Linked DNA regions of Sus scrofa: region 2 is linked to region 1. The links are chromatin contacts, called in public HiChIP or PLAC-seq maps. All regions are on one chromosome and are shown on one strand. Each heading gives the region's core, a stretch centred on a gene start, on an enhancer-like site or on the middle of the called end of the contact. The rest is flanking DNA. Distances are from core to core; before and after follow the strand shown.

What was found. HiChIP or PLAC-seq counts read pairs in DNA pulled down with a chosen protein or histone mark.
Region 2: a contact with region 1 is called in an H3K27ac HiChIP or PLAC-seq map of alveolar macrophages. The contact joins the enhancer-like site here to the promoter of CAMK2G in region 1. A contact is called at or near these places in 29 of 47 Hi-C or Micro-C datasets (adipose tissue, alveolar macrophages, blood and 13 more) and 2 of 2 datasets of contacts at active chromatin or transcription factors (alveolar macrophages and skeletal muscle).

Annotation. Positions count from the first base shown.
Region 1 is chr14:76,589,205-76,596,534 of Sscrofa11.1, forward strand. CAMK2G (calcium/calmodulin dependent protein kinase II gamma) reads right to left here and starts at 3,340. Exons shown (of 21, transcript NM_214193.1): 1 at 3,191-3,340; 2 at 1,710-1,804. The coding sequence starts at 3,255.
Region 2 is chr14:76,645,099-76,651,729 of Sscrofa11.1, forward strand. All of the region lies in intron 2 of LOC102160869 (atherin-like), which reads right to left. Among named protein-coding and RNA genes, the nearest start is that of PLAU, 19 kb to the left of the region's middle. Within about 2 kb of position 2,158, at least 6 of the 83 cell types and tissues checked have an H3K27ac peak or open chromatin away from gene starts, as enhancers often do. A contact at or near this core is called in alveolar macrophages, where this site is marked.

The DNA of each region.
Region 1 (7,330 bases), core at 2,090-4,589:
AGGTTAGGGAAGTTCAGATGGGTGGAGAAAGAGTAGAAAATGACAGCCCAAGGCAGGCAGCTCCACAAAGTCACCACACCAGCTATCCTCATCTCAGAGTTCAGCTCCCAGCTGTCCTCCCTCCCTTGCCCCTGGGTCAGAGGACACTGGTGAGATGAGGAAAGCAAAGCATTGCATCATTAACTGAAGACATCAGACACCAACCAACCCCATTTCTGATGCACCAGGGCTATGCTGTGTGGGCACAGGGAAGTATCCATTCTCAAACTGTCGTCCCTGCCTGCACCCTGCATCCTTGGCCAAAGGATGTCTGCCAAAGAGCCCAGCCCACCACACTGTTCCCCCACCCCATGGGAGGAGGGCATCTGACTGCCCACATATCTCTATGGCAACCATCGCCTCCAACTCAAGGTACCCAGAGAGAAAGAAAACAAATAAGTCAACTTAATAGCCAATGTAAAGGAACAGTGAGAGATGGGGGCTGGGAGGGAGGCAGCAAGACAACCCCTGCTTGTGGGGATGGAGAGGCCCGCCTAGCCAGGAGGCAGACAGAGCCTGCTAAACAGGTCCCGGAATCATTGACAATATGACAGAAGCCCACTGTCATTTATAGCTTCTCCAATGCTTAGGGACATCTATTGTATCTCTTAACCCAGAGACGCCCAGATCATTACTAGCCATGGCCCATATCTTCCTCATGGCATCCGTCCTGGCTCCTAATATACTTACGGCATCCTATTGCCTGCTCTTAATTCTTTTCTCTGAGTCTCATAACCTTTGTCCCCGTGCTGCACCCTGCAGCCCTTGATGACCTGACCCATCCACATACCTCCATGCTCACCACACCTGTTCACAGAGCACTCCACACACTGATAGGTCTATACCTATCAGATGAGGTGACTTTGGCAAGCACCCAAAAACAAGGTGCAGGGAGTGTAGGTTCAAGGTGTGAAAGACAGGGCCTGACCCTCCCAGCCTAGGTACTTGGGAGGATCTCACAAGCCAGGCTCTCAGGCCTGACTTCACAATCCTCAAATCCCGAGGCCATGCTGCTCCCACCCAGACCAGCCCACTGAGATTTCCAGATCATGAGGCATCACCCTCCACCCAGGACAGACTGCATCTGCTGCTGCACCACCAACTTTGTAATTTGATCAAAAAAGCAATCAAGTTCATCTGGCAGGATTTGTTCCCGAGAAGCCCTCGCCAGAAGCAGCCTCCCCTGATGTTTACAGATTCCCTTCCCTTGGGAGTCTGTTCTGCCGCCTGGTGGGCAAGGGGAGGCTGGCTTTGTCAGAGCTGTTCACTTACTGCATTTCCATCTTAAGTCACCAGTGGGGCACAGGGACTAGGACAGGTCTGGAGTGACTACCACTGACCCAAATACAGAGACTCCAAATGCCCCAAATGTAAAGCTCTCCATGCAAAGCCACCTACCACTCCCCTTATCCTCTCCCTCCATAAAAACCAAACTCATTTGAGCCTTCAGGCACCATTTTCCCCTAAAGAAAGCTACATCTCTTACATCTTCATTCTCTTCTACTTGGTCTCCATACAACTTCTTGTCTGGTTTCAAAGTCTACCCACCCCGAAATACCAACTCTTCTCCAAGTGCTAAAACACACAATCCCCAACTCCTGGAGCATCTTTAGAAGAATCCATAACCCTTGGAGGCACCCCAGGGAGAGGCCAAGATGGGGAATACTCACCCCGGGCAGATAACTTCTTGGTATTGATGATTTTTGCTGCATATTCCTGCGTGGAGGTTTTCTTCACACACCTGCGGACCACAGAGAAAGCACCCCTGGAGGGAGAAGAGGGAAAGAACTGGGACACGGAGCAGAGCAGAGAGACACAAACACACTTCAGATCTGAGGACAGCTTTGCTCCCATCACCAGACTTTAGTCAAAATAACACACACACACATCAGCATAGTGACTATCACCATGGGTGGTGACTATCACCAACCAACATGGGGCAGAAGGATGTGGCCTCTGTGGGACACTCCACAAATGTGGGTGGAGGACCACCCTACTCTCATGCCCACATCTAGCCGCTGGGCAAAGCAACAGCCCTAACCTCAGGCTGTGCGTCAAGAGCTGGTGGGAGATGCATAAAACACACACCTGCTGCTTCTCAGACAGCCCTGCAGTCCCAGCCAACAGAACCCGGAGAAGGGAAGAGACCCTGCCCTTTTCTCAGCAGAACAGTCGAGGGTAGGAGAAGAGATTAATTAAAAGAGGGTATAATCCCCTGAGAGAGAAATCTTCCTCAACCATGGGGGAAGGTGAGGAAAGTGAGGCTCAAATCCCCCTCAACCGGCTTCACCCCACTGCGTTTACCGGCTCAACAGACAGCAGGGAAAGAGGGAGTCCAGCTGTGGGTTTCAGACATCAACAGCTCCCCTTCCCCATGACATTTCCCTCTATGTCCCCCCTCCCCCGAATAGGAGCTCGCACTCTCCAGCTCTGGAAACGTCTAGGGGGGCGGGCAGGGCGGGGGCTGCAGTGGCCGGGCTCGGAGCCGCGGGGTGGGGTGGGGGGGGACCGGGGCTGCTGCAGCGGCCAGCTCAGTGCGGAGGGGAGGGGGATGCTGCGGCTGCGGCGCGCGGCTCCCGGGACCACTGCAGGGATTGGGGGAGGGGACTGGGGTGCTGCAGCACTGCCCAGCAGCGGGGCTGGGATCCTGGAAGCGGCAACAGCCGGGGGCGGGGCTGGGCACCAAACATCCCCCCACACTCCGGCACCGCAGCAGGGTTAGAGCTGCAGGGCCGGGGAGGGTCCTGAGCGCCAGGCGAGTGGAACATGGGACAGGATGCTGAGTGAGCTCGTGAACAGGGTGGGGAGGGGGCAGTGAGCAGGCGGGGTCGGGATGTGGGGTGCCTGAAGGGTGAGGGAGGGGCGGGGCTGGAGGGCGCCCAGGAGCGGTCCAGGGGCTGCAGTCTCCGCGGCAGCGCGGGGTGCAGCAGCCCGGGCAGCTGCTGCTGCAGGGCGCGGAGGGGACTGCGGGGCAAGGAGCTGGGGGCGAAGGGGCCCCCAGAGGCGGCTGGCGGGAAAGGCTGGGGGTGGGGCAGGCCGAGGGGGCGCTGCAGCGGCCGGTGCAGGGCGGGGGGGCGGGGCGAGGAGCCGCATAGCGCCCGGGCGGCTAGAGCAGGGTGGGGGGCCCCGGCCGGCGGCGGGCGGACCGTACTTGCCGAGCTCCTCGAAGAGCTGGTAGTCGTCGGTGAAGCGGGTGCAGGTGGCGGTGGTGGCCATGCTGGCGGGCGGGCGGACGCGGCGGTGCAGCCCGCGCCGACGTCGGTGCACAGTCACCGCCGCCCGGCCGAGGGAGCAAGAGGAGGAGACGGGGCTGAGCCCGGCAGCACCGCGAGACTTTACCGGGGAGAGCGAGGGAGGGAGGAACACCCCCGCGCCGCCCGCCCGCCCCGCCCCCAGCCCCGCCGGCCCCCCGCCCGGCCCCCGGACCGCCCCCGGGGAGGGGCCTCCCGCCGCGGGCCCCGCCCCGCCCAGGGAGCAGCCGGAGCTGGGCTGTGATCGCTGGGGAGTAAAGGGGATCGCGGGGCGGGGGTCTCAGTCCTGGGCTACCTACCCAGGCGGGGCTGAAAGGTTCGCGACCTGTGGGCTAGTCCCAGGGCAGACCCTACAAGTGCTCAGAATGTGCGTGCGAGTGTGTGTGTGTTGGGAGTATGCAGAGGTCTGGCCCATTGAGTTCTCTGGCGGGTCGCTACGCACGGGTCCTAAGCCCCGAGTCCGGCTCACACCATGTGGGGAGAGAGCCAAGGTCAAAAAGCAGGTTTTAGACAGCACACTCACGAAGCGCCCCCAGTCTGTGCAGAGCCAGCTCTCAGCTGCCTTCCCTCGGGAAGCTGACAGTCTAGACTTGTGTAAGCATCAAGGCCATTATTAGATAAAACCTTTCAGGCACGGTTTGTTCAGGGAGACCAGGCCAGAGCCAAGGATGCAAGTGGAACTCTGCCTTCCTGCACTCCAGTCTTAGAGAAGAGAGAATGTTCTCTCCTGCCAGCAATGAAAGGGATGAAGTGGGAACCATGTAGAAAAGGTTTTGTGTGCTGTGGGCTAGAAGAGCAGGTGGAAGGAAGGAGAAAATAGCCCCATTTTTTTGCAAGCACCCTTTATTTTTATTTTATGGCACTCATCACATTGTGTAATGATATGTTTACTGCTGTGAGAGGCAGTAGAGCTAGAGCATGGCTGTCTGAGGGAACTCTGGGGTAAGACTGCCTGGCTTGGATTCCTGGGCAACTCACTGATCAGCTATGTGACATTAGAAAAGTCACTTTCTAATTTGCTTCAGTTACCTTATCTGAAAACTGATAATAAAGAATAATAGTAACTAACTACCTCACAGAGTTTGGAGTATTAAAAGGACTAAATCACATAAAGTACTTAGAATAGTACCTGATACCTAATTAGAACAGTGGTAGCTATTTGTTTAATATTTGCTGTCTCACTGAATTGTAATAGGGCAGGGCCTCTGCCTCCTTCACCACTGTATACTTAGATCCAGACCCTCAGTAAATATTTGTGAATGAGGCTACTTTTTGGGGCTCTGGCAGGAGTTACCATCCCTTTCTCTTTCCCCATTGTCAGAGGATGGTAGGACTGAGGCACATAACTGTCTTAGTGGAGGAGAAACAGGCTGGGCAGGTTCCTGACCTGCCCGGGCAGCTGTACCCCAAGTCAGAGGCCAGCTCCTGCTGGGCAGGGCAGAGCTCAGCTCAATGCTGCAGCTCAGTCTGAATTACAGGGGACTCCCCCTGGGAGTCAGGCATCCCAGTTGACAGGCTGGATCACCCAGAGCAGACAACTGAGAGGCTGAGAGGCATCCTAGCCTCCTCCTAGGCTGCTTCCCTGAGGGGGTGGGTGGAGCAAAGCTCCCCTGGAGGGTTCCTCTCTTCTCACCCAGCTGCCCTTGGAGCTGGTCTGAGAACCAGACTGCCCAGTGGAGGCAATTAAAGGGATATGAGAGGTAAAGCACTAACTGATTGCCTGGGAGGAGGGTAGAGGGCAGAAGAAAAGGGTTGAGGTGACAATATCATGCCCCACCCCTTCCCAGGGCAACAGGAAATAAAGCGCTGGGGAGTAGGGCCACTTCCTATCTTGAAGCACCTGGGTAAGGGCCTGGTTCCAAGTCCCAGTGTGTGGCAGGGCAATGAGATTGTGTACATGAGGATGACAGTAAATCATCCACATTAAGGGCAGAAGCAATGGCCAGCCTTCATGTCTGCACTCCAGTAACAGGGCCTGCATATTAGTTAGTCATCAATGTGCCCTTCCTGAGCCCTCAAGGCAACTTGGTTCCTGACCTCCAGATGCTGAAACTTTATATTCACTAATGTAAGGTGGAGTGAGAAGATACAGAGAGGTCAGAACAAGCAGAGACCAGGGCTGCCGTGGAGGGCCCTAGGCTGTCCCAGGGGAAAACAGAAAAAACAGGACTACAACCCTGACCTGTTCCCAACTGAGAGTAAGAGTTTTACCACCTCACCTCTCAGGAAGTTCCTGTGTGGGGCAGCAGGTTACGGATCTGGTGTTGCCAAGGCTGTGACGCAGGTCACAGCTGCTGCACAGGTTTGATCCCTGGCCCAGGAACTTCCACATGTCTCGCCTGCAGCCAGACCACCCCTTGACCCCAAATAACCAAAAACAAGTACTACCTCACTCCCCCCCGACTCCTGCCACTCTCATCAGCTCAGACTCCAATGTGGCCACAGTGGCCATTTGGAGCCTACAGATACCTTTGTGTGTACACACAAACACACCCTGACAGATACCCTCCTTGATCCCCATAGCTGTAGCACCCACACAACCTCCAGCCACCCCACAGCAATTACCGGAAGCCTACATATAAATAATAACAAGTTCACCAGCTTCCTGCGCATCAGTATCTATGGTAACCTCCCAGGGTCCGAGAGTTTCGATGTTCTGGTACAGCCAGCCCCTGGGGAGCACCAGCACTCAGGCCATGCCCATAGTGCAGGGAACAGGGAATTACACAGGACGTGGATGCCCTGATAATCACCAGAGGGGCCTCACTAGGTGGACGCTTCCGTCATTCTGCTGATCTTTCTCCTGGAAGGCTCTGAAAATTACACCATGAGTCTGCCCCCGAATGAAAGACGCTTCCCTCCCTGATTTTGGAATATAATTTTAGAGTATAAAAGTACTTACTTTTCCGAGTTGAGTGAAATGGAGCAGTTGAAAGTTAGGGTTTCTTTTCACTAAAGTAGAGTTGCTTTACAATATTATGATAGTTTCAGGTATACACCAAAGTGTTTTAGTTATATATATATTTTTTTCCAGATTATTTTCCATTATTGGAGTTCCTGTCGTGGCTCAGTGGTTAACGAATCCAACTAGGGACCATGAGGTTGTGGGTTCGATTCCTGGCCTTGCTCAGTGGGTTAAGGATCTGGCATTGCCGTGAGCTGTGGAGTAGGTCACAGATGTGGCTCGGATCTGGCGTTGCTGTGGCTCTGGTGTAGGCCAGCGGCTACAGCTCAGATTAGACCCCTAGCCTGGGAACCTCCATATGCCAAGGGAGCGGCCCTAGAAATGGCAAAAAGATGAAAAAAAAAAAAAAGAAAAAACATTATTCTCCATTATTATAAGATATTAACTCTAATTCCCTGTGCTATACAGTAAATCCCTGTTGCTTATCTATTTTATGCATAGCAGTGTGTATCTGTTAATGCCATACTCTTAATTTATCCCTCCCCCCCCGCCTTTTCCCTTCGATAACTTTAAGTTTGTTTTCTATGTCTCTGAGTCTGTTTTTTTGTCAAGAAATTCATTTGTATTATCTTTTAGATTCCACATACAAGTAATATCACATGATATTTGTGTTTCTCTGTCTGACTTGCTTCACTTAGTATGATAATCTCCAGGTCCATCCATTGTTGCTGAAAATGGCAGTAATTTCATTCTTTTTACTGCTGAGTAATACTGCATTGTATATAAACACCACACCTTACCTTTTTTTGGGGGGTGTCTTTCCCATGGTACGTGGAAGTTCCTGGGGCAGGGAATGAACATGCACCACAGCAGCGACAATGCGGGGGATCCTTCACCCACTGTGCCACCAGGCACCACTCCTATAACTACATCTTCTTAAACCAATCATCTGTTGATGGAACCAATCATCTGTTGATGGACATAAAAGTGACATATTTAAACGCAAGAGGAATGACACTCTTGGAAACAATGAATAGTTACTTGCTTGTTAGGGGATTTGAAGAGAATTCAATCTTGTACTGGCAAGGAGTTTTTATTTTATTTTATTTATTTATTTATTTCGTCTTTTGTCTTT
Region 2 (6,631 bases), core at 908-3,407, 55 kb after region 1:
GTTGAGATGGTTGTGGGGCTCTATGAGTAACATGCCCAGTCCCTTCTAAGAGCCCTCTGAACTACTGAATACTCTGACCTTTTGATCCCTCCAAGGCATTAACAAAAGGTTGCCCAGCCACACCTTTGACTTTCTCTCTAGAGTATTCTTTACTGACAGTGACTCTCCTAATTTAGCATCTTTTCCAGTATGTATAGGTGGAGAATTTCCCAAACCACTAAGTCATGGTTCCTTTTTATTTAGAGTTCTTCCCTCAATTTACTTCTTTCCTCTCATATATATATTTGGCCACACCCACTGCAAACAGAAGTTTCCGGACGAGAGATTGAACCCTAGCCACAGCAGCAACCTGAGCCACTACAGTGATAATGCTGGATCCTTAACCCACTGAGGCACACAGGAATTCCATCACATTTTACTGTAAAGATCAAACGTAAACTACGTTATACCTTTAACACTTTGGTTGGAACTCTCCTAAGCTAAATATCCAAGTTCATGCCTCATTAGTTCTGTTTTACATAGAACTATAGGATACAATGTAGCTAAGTTTTCTGCCATTATATAGCAAAGACCACCCCCCTCTTGTTTCCAAAAAATAAAAAATAAAATTCCTCATTTCCAGGCCCTCACCAGCTGCATCTTCAATGTCCATATTTTTTACCAACATTTTGTTTATGATTTATATATTAACTAAAACAATATAAATTTTCTCTACCGTGTTCTTCACTTCCTTCTTATCCTTTACCAGTAGAGTTTTTAACACCCAAATAGTTCTACTAACAGGCTGTTCAAGGCAACTTAGGCTTTTTCTATCATTCTTCTAAAAATTCTTGGGAGTTCCCATCGTGGTGCAGTGGTTAATGAATCCAACTAGGAACCATGAGGTTGCGGGTTCAATCCCTGCCCTTGCTCAGTGCGCTGAAAATCCGGCGTTGCCGTGAGCTGTGGTGTAGGTCGCAGACGCGGCTTGGATCTTTCGTTGCTGTGGCTCTGGCGTAGGCTGGCAGCTACAGCTCCGATTAGACCCCGCGGCATGTGGAGCAGCCCAAGAGATGGCAAAAAGACAAAAAAAAAAAAAAAAAAAAAAAAAAAAAAAAAAAAAAAAATTCTTCCATTTATCTCCTACTGCCTAATTCCAAAGCCACTTGGTTTTTAAGGTATTTGTTACACTAGCATCCTATTCCTGGTACCAAAATCTGCATTAGTTCCAATGGTTGCTTAACTAAGGACCATAAACTTAGCGGCTTCAAATAATAGAAATGTATTATCTTACAGTTCAATAGGTCAAAAGTCCAAAATGAAACAGCAGGCTCTATACAGAATCTGTTTCTATGCCTTTCCCAGCTTCTAAAGGCTGCCCATATTCCCTGACTTGTGGTTTCATATCTCTCTCATCTCTGCTTCTTTCATGACATCCCTTCCTCTCTCTCTGGTCCTTCTATTTCCCTCTTACAAGGACCTTCACGACTATATTGGGTCCCCCTGGATAATTAAGGACAATCTCCCCGTCTTGAGATCTCTAATTTAATCATTTCTGCAAAGTCTCCTTTGCCATGTGAGATAACATACTCATAAATCCCAGGGATTAAGACACAGACAGCTTTGGGAGGCCACTATTTAGCCTACTATACTTAGCATAACTTAATGTGAGAGGAAACTGTTGCCTCAGGGACAGTGAAAGTCAAGCAGAGGTGAAGTTTCCCAGTCTGGAGTCCAGCCTCTTCCAGGGTTGAGGTGGTCACATCTGGCTAGCTCCAGGCAGACCCTGGCTTAGATATTTCATCAGTCACTGAGGCTTCCTTGGGATCAACATACTTACTGGTGTTCCTCAGGCCCTGGCCTTTCTCCTCAACTCAGAGAGAGGAGAAGGGAAGTAACATTTGTTGTGGACCCACCAAGTGCCTGGGACTTAGACACGCAAAGAGGCCCTGGATTCTTGACTCTATACCCTAAGCCCTTGCCCCGGCCTGGGACTCCAAAGAGAATCACAGAGCAGCAGGGATTCTTAGTATCCACCATCAGACTTGCAGTGGTCCCTGAAATCCCCAGTGGCTAATCTCCTTCCGGGGCAGGCAAATGTGTCATATTGGCCAGCACCTCTCCCTCCCTGGCACCTGTGTGTGACTCAGCCCCCCAGGTAGAGCCCAACCCAATGGGAAGTGACTAAGCATTGAACTTTGCTTCCTCTTATTGGGGAGAGAGGAGGAAGCCTGAAATTGGACCTGACCCTCCCCCTCATTCAGATTTCTCAAGATAGTGAGAGGGTGAGGCTTTGCAGGGGACTGCGTCAGAGGAGGTCCCCTAGAGCATTCCTATACTTCTGCTTTAACTGTGTGTGCGTGTGCGCGCGTGCACATGTGTGCGCATGTGCATACACTTTAGGAGATTCAGGAGTGGTGGGCATGCTGGGATCGATGAGATTTTCCCACTTTCTACCTTGCTACCTTTGAGGAGAATCAAAAGTATGTTTCCTGCCCCAGTAAGTCAATTTTCTTGAGTAGGAAAGTGGAATTTGGTTAATTGAGAGGACACTTACTGATTGCTCAGACTGAGTCCGAGTAGCTCTAAATTACAAAGGCTCTGTTTAAAATACAGAGTTGGGAGTTCCCGTCATGGCTCAGTGGTTAACAAACTGGACTAGTATCTCGGAGGACATGGGTTCGAGCTCCGGCCCTGCTCAGTGGGTTAACGATCCGGCATTTCTGTGAGTTGTGGTATAGGCCGGCAGCTGCAGCTCTGATTCAACCCCTAGCCTAGGAACCTCCACATGCCATAGCAAAAAAAGTAAATAAATAAAATGCATAGTTGGACATCTCTGAGAGATTGTCTATAGGAAGGGAAACTGGGTGGTTGGAGGGAAGGAAAGGGAGCCTTACTCTTCTTTGATAAATTTTAAATTTTATTCCATTTGGAAGTACTCCCTATTTAAACAGAAGGAGTAATACATGGTTGCCAAGGGGGATGAGGGAGGGAGTGGGGTGAGAGTTTGGGCTTAGTAGATGCAAACTCCCTTAGAATGGATAAGCAATGAGGTTCTATTGTACAGCACAGGGAACTATATCCAGTCTCTTGGGACAGACCATAACGGAAGATAATATAGAAAGGGAATGTGTGTGTGTGTGTATATACACATATAACTGTTAAATTTTATTCCATGTGCAAGTACTCCCTGTTCAAACAGAAGGAATAATACATGGGTGTGTGTGTGTGTGTGTGTGTGTGTGTGTGTGTGTGTGTGTATAGGTCAAATGACTGGGTCATTTTGATATACAGCAGAAACTGGCAGAGCATTGTAAACCACACACAGTAAAAATTTTTTAAAAGAACAATACATGGAGTTCCTGTCGTGGCTCAGTGGTTAACGAATCCAACTAGGAACGATGAGGTTGTGGGTTTGATCCCAGGCCTTGCTCAGTGGGTTAAGGATCCAGCATTGCTGTGAGCTGTGGTGTAGGTCGCAGATGTGGCTCGGATCCTGAGTTGCTATGGCTGTGGTGTAGGCCAGAGGCTACAGCTCCAATTAGACCCCTAGCCTGGGAACCTCCATATGCCGCAGGAGCAGCCCTAGAAAAGGCAAAAAAAAACACACAAAAAAATAAAATAAAAATAAATAAATAAATAAAAGAACAATACATGATTACCTGGGAAGGAAGAGAAAATGAGACTCCTTTTCCACATTAGTGCTAAACAATTCACGACGTTAGTCACAAACTGGACAAACATTATGGAGTTCCTGTTGGATGTCAGGCACTGTAGTAGGTTCTAGAAACTCTGCAGAGAGCAACACAGCATCCCTTGCTTCAAAGAGATCCCAGTCAGGAGAGCGACTGAGACAGGGAACCAGGCAATGACTAGACGGTGTCTGAAGTGCGATGTCAGGGAAGCTGCCAAAGAGACTCCTCTGCCCAGAATCATGGACCTGGAGCTGTCCAAGCTGAGACATGAATGATACACAGGAGTTATCCAGGAGAGAAGAGAGAGCCAGGCATAGGGAACAACACAAGTACAAAGATTTGAAGGGGCCGTAAAAAACTTGGCTGCTTCCCTGGAATTACAAGCACTTGATATGTCTGGAATGGGGAGTTTGAAGGGGGGATTGGAGAAATGAAGCTGGAGAGGTAAAGTCAGATCTTGAAGTGTTTCATAAGTGAGTTTAAGGTCAGTTTGGAGTCACCCGAAAGCAGGTGTGGAGCACCGAGAAACAAGGGTTAATAAAAACCCACAGGTATTGGGATGCTCTTTTGTAACAAAATCATGATAATCTTTTTACATAAGTTTCTTCATTTAATCCTCCCAACAAGTCTGAGATATTTACTATAATTTTTTTCTCTATTTTCTGGATGAGGAAACTAGGGCTTAGAGAGGTTAAATACAGTGGGAGGTATTACAGGGTCACACAGGAAACAGTATATCTATACAGTATATCTATAGATATATATATGTAGGCACACAGCTAGCCCAGGGCAGAGCTGAGGTCTCTATGAGGCGCTTAGCCTGCCACGCTACATCCTCATTCAGTTAGAGCAGAGGTTCTTAACAGGGAGTGGTGGTTTTGCCCTTCAGAAGACATTTGGAAATATCTGGAAACATTCTTGGTTGTTACAACTGAAGGATGCTACTGGCATCTAGTAGGTCACTAACATCCTGCAAAGGACAGTCACGGCAAAGAATGATCTGCTCCCAAACGTCAATAATGCCAAGGCTGAGAAATTCTGAGATACAGAATGTGTTGCAGAGGGGTGACACAGGCTGGTTGCCAGAGGGTGAGCCTGAGAGTTTAAAAAAACATTCTTTTTTAAAAAGGCCTTGTATGCCACGGGAGCGGCCCAAGAAATAGCAGCAACAACAACAACAACAACAAAAGACAAAAGACAAAAAAAAAAAAAAAGACCTTGTATATACTGTATTTACAGCAGTAAGAAGCAGGGGTCAGATGCAACAAAGCCCATGATGGTTCTAGCACATCATTTTCCCACTATGTTCTTGCTACTCACAAGCACCAGCTTTAAGAGCTTAGAGAAAACCGATAATGAATTACTCTAGAGTTACCCAGAGTCCACTCTGAAGTGTTTCCTGCCACATAATAGAGCAGGACTGTCAAGGGGCACTAGCCAAGATGACCACCTACTCACAAGCATATCCTGACAGGCCAGAGCTCCCAGCTGTCAGGACTTGACATGGTACTTGAGCCCAACATTCTTGGTCGATGTATAATTTTAACAAATGACAACATGTGGCAGCCAAGAGACCAGAGACACAAGAAGTACCCTGGACACGCTTACTGACAAAATCTGCTATTGTCACAAGTCCCCTAGCATCCCTTCTATTTGGGTCAAGAGATGGCTTTAGGTTGGCTAGCTGCCTGCTCACTGATTTAACACACTGGCCCAGAGCAGCTCTCTCTTGTCTTTCTTTCTTTCTTTTCTTTTCTTTTTTAAGCATTTTTCCCCTTTAGGCCACTCCTGTGGTACGCAGAAGTTCCCAGGCCAGGGATTGAACCTGCCCCACAGCAGCAACCCTAGCCACTGCAGTGACAACACTTTATCCTTAACCTGCTATGTCACAAGAGAACTCCTCACTTGTCTTTCTACCTGTAAACTCCAGACTCCTAGAAAGTGGGTCTTTATAGGAGGGATGAGGCAAAACATTGCCTTCGTGTCCAGGATGCTTTGTGTTGGGTACTTGGACACCTGAGTGCTTTATTATTTTTTTATAATAATTTTTTTTTTTTTTTTTTGTCTTTTTGTCTTTTTTTGTTGTTGTTGTTGCTATTTCTTGGGCTGCTCCCGCGGCATATGGAGGTTCCCAGGCTAGGGGTTGAATTGGAGCTGTAGCCACCGGCCTACACCAGAGCCACAGCAACGCGGGATCCGAGCCGCGTCTGCGACCTACACCACAGCTCACGGCAACGCCGGATCGTTAACCCACTGAGCAAGGGCAGGGACCGAACCCGCAACCTCATGGTTCCTAGTCGGATTCGTTAACCACTGCGCCACAACGGGAACTCCCTTTATAATAATTTTTATTTTTTTCCATTATAGGTGGTTTACAGTGCTCTGTCAATTTTCTACTATACAGCAAGGTGACCCAGTTACACATACACATATACATTCTTTTTTCTCACATTATCATGCTCCATCATAAATGACTACACAAAGTTCCCAGTGCTACACAGCAGGATCTCATTGCTTATCCATTCCAAAGGTAATAGTTTGCATCTATTAACCCCAAATTCCCAATCCATCCCACTCCCTTCCCCCCCCCACCTTGGCAACCACGAGTCTGTTCTCCATGTCCATGATTTTCTTTTCCATGGAAAGGTTTATTTGTGCCATATATATTAGATTCCAGATATAAGTGAAATTGTATGGTATTTGTTTTCTCTTTCTGACTTATTTCACTTAGTATGAGAGTCTCCAGTCCATCCATATTGCTGCAAATGGCATTATTTTGTTCTTTTTTATGGCTGAGTAGTTCCTGAGTGCTTTAGATCCCGCATACCTCGGTTCCAATCTTTACCTGAACTTTTATTTTTATTTTTATTTTTTTGCATTTTAGGGCTGAAACCACAGTATATGGGAGTTTCCAGGCTAGGAATCAAATCAGAGCTACAGTTGCTGGCCTACTCCAC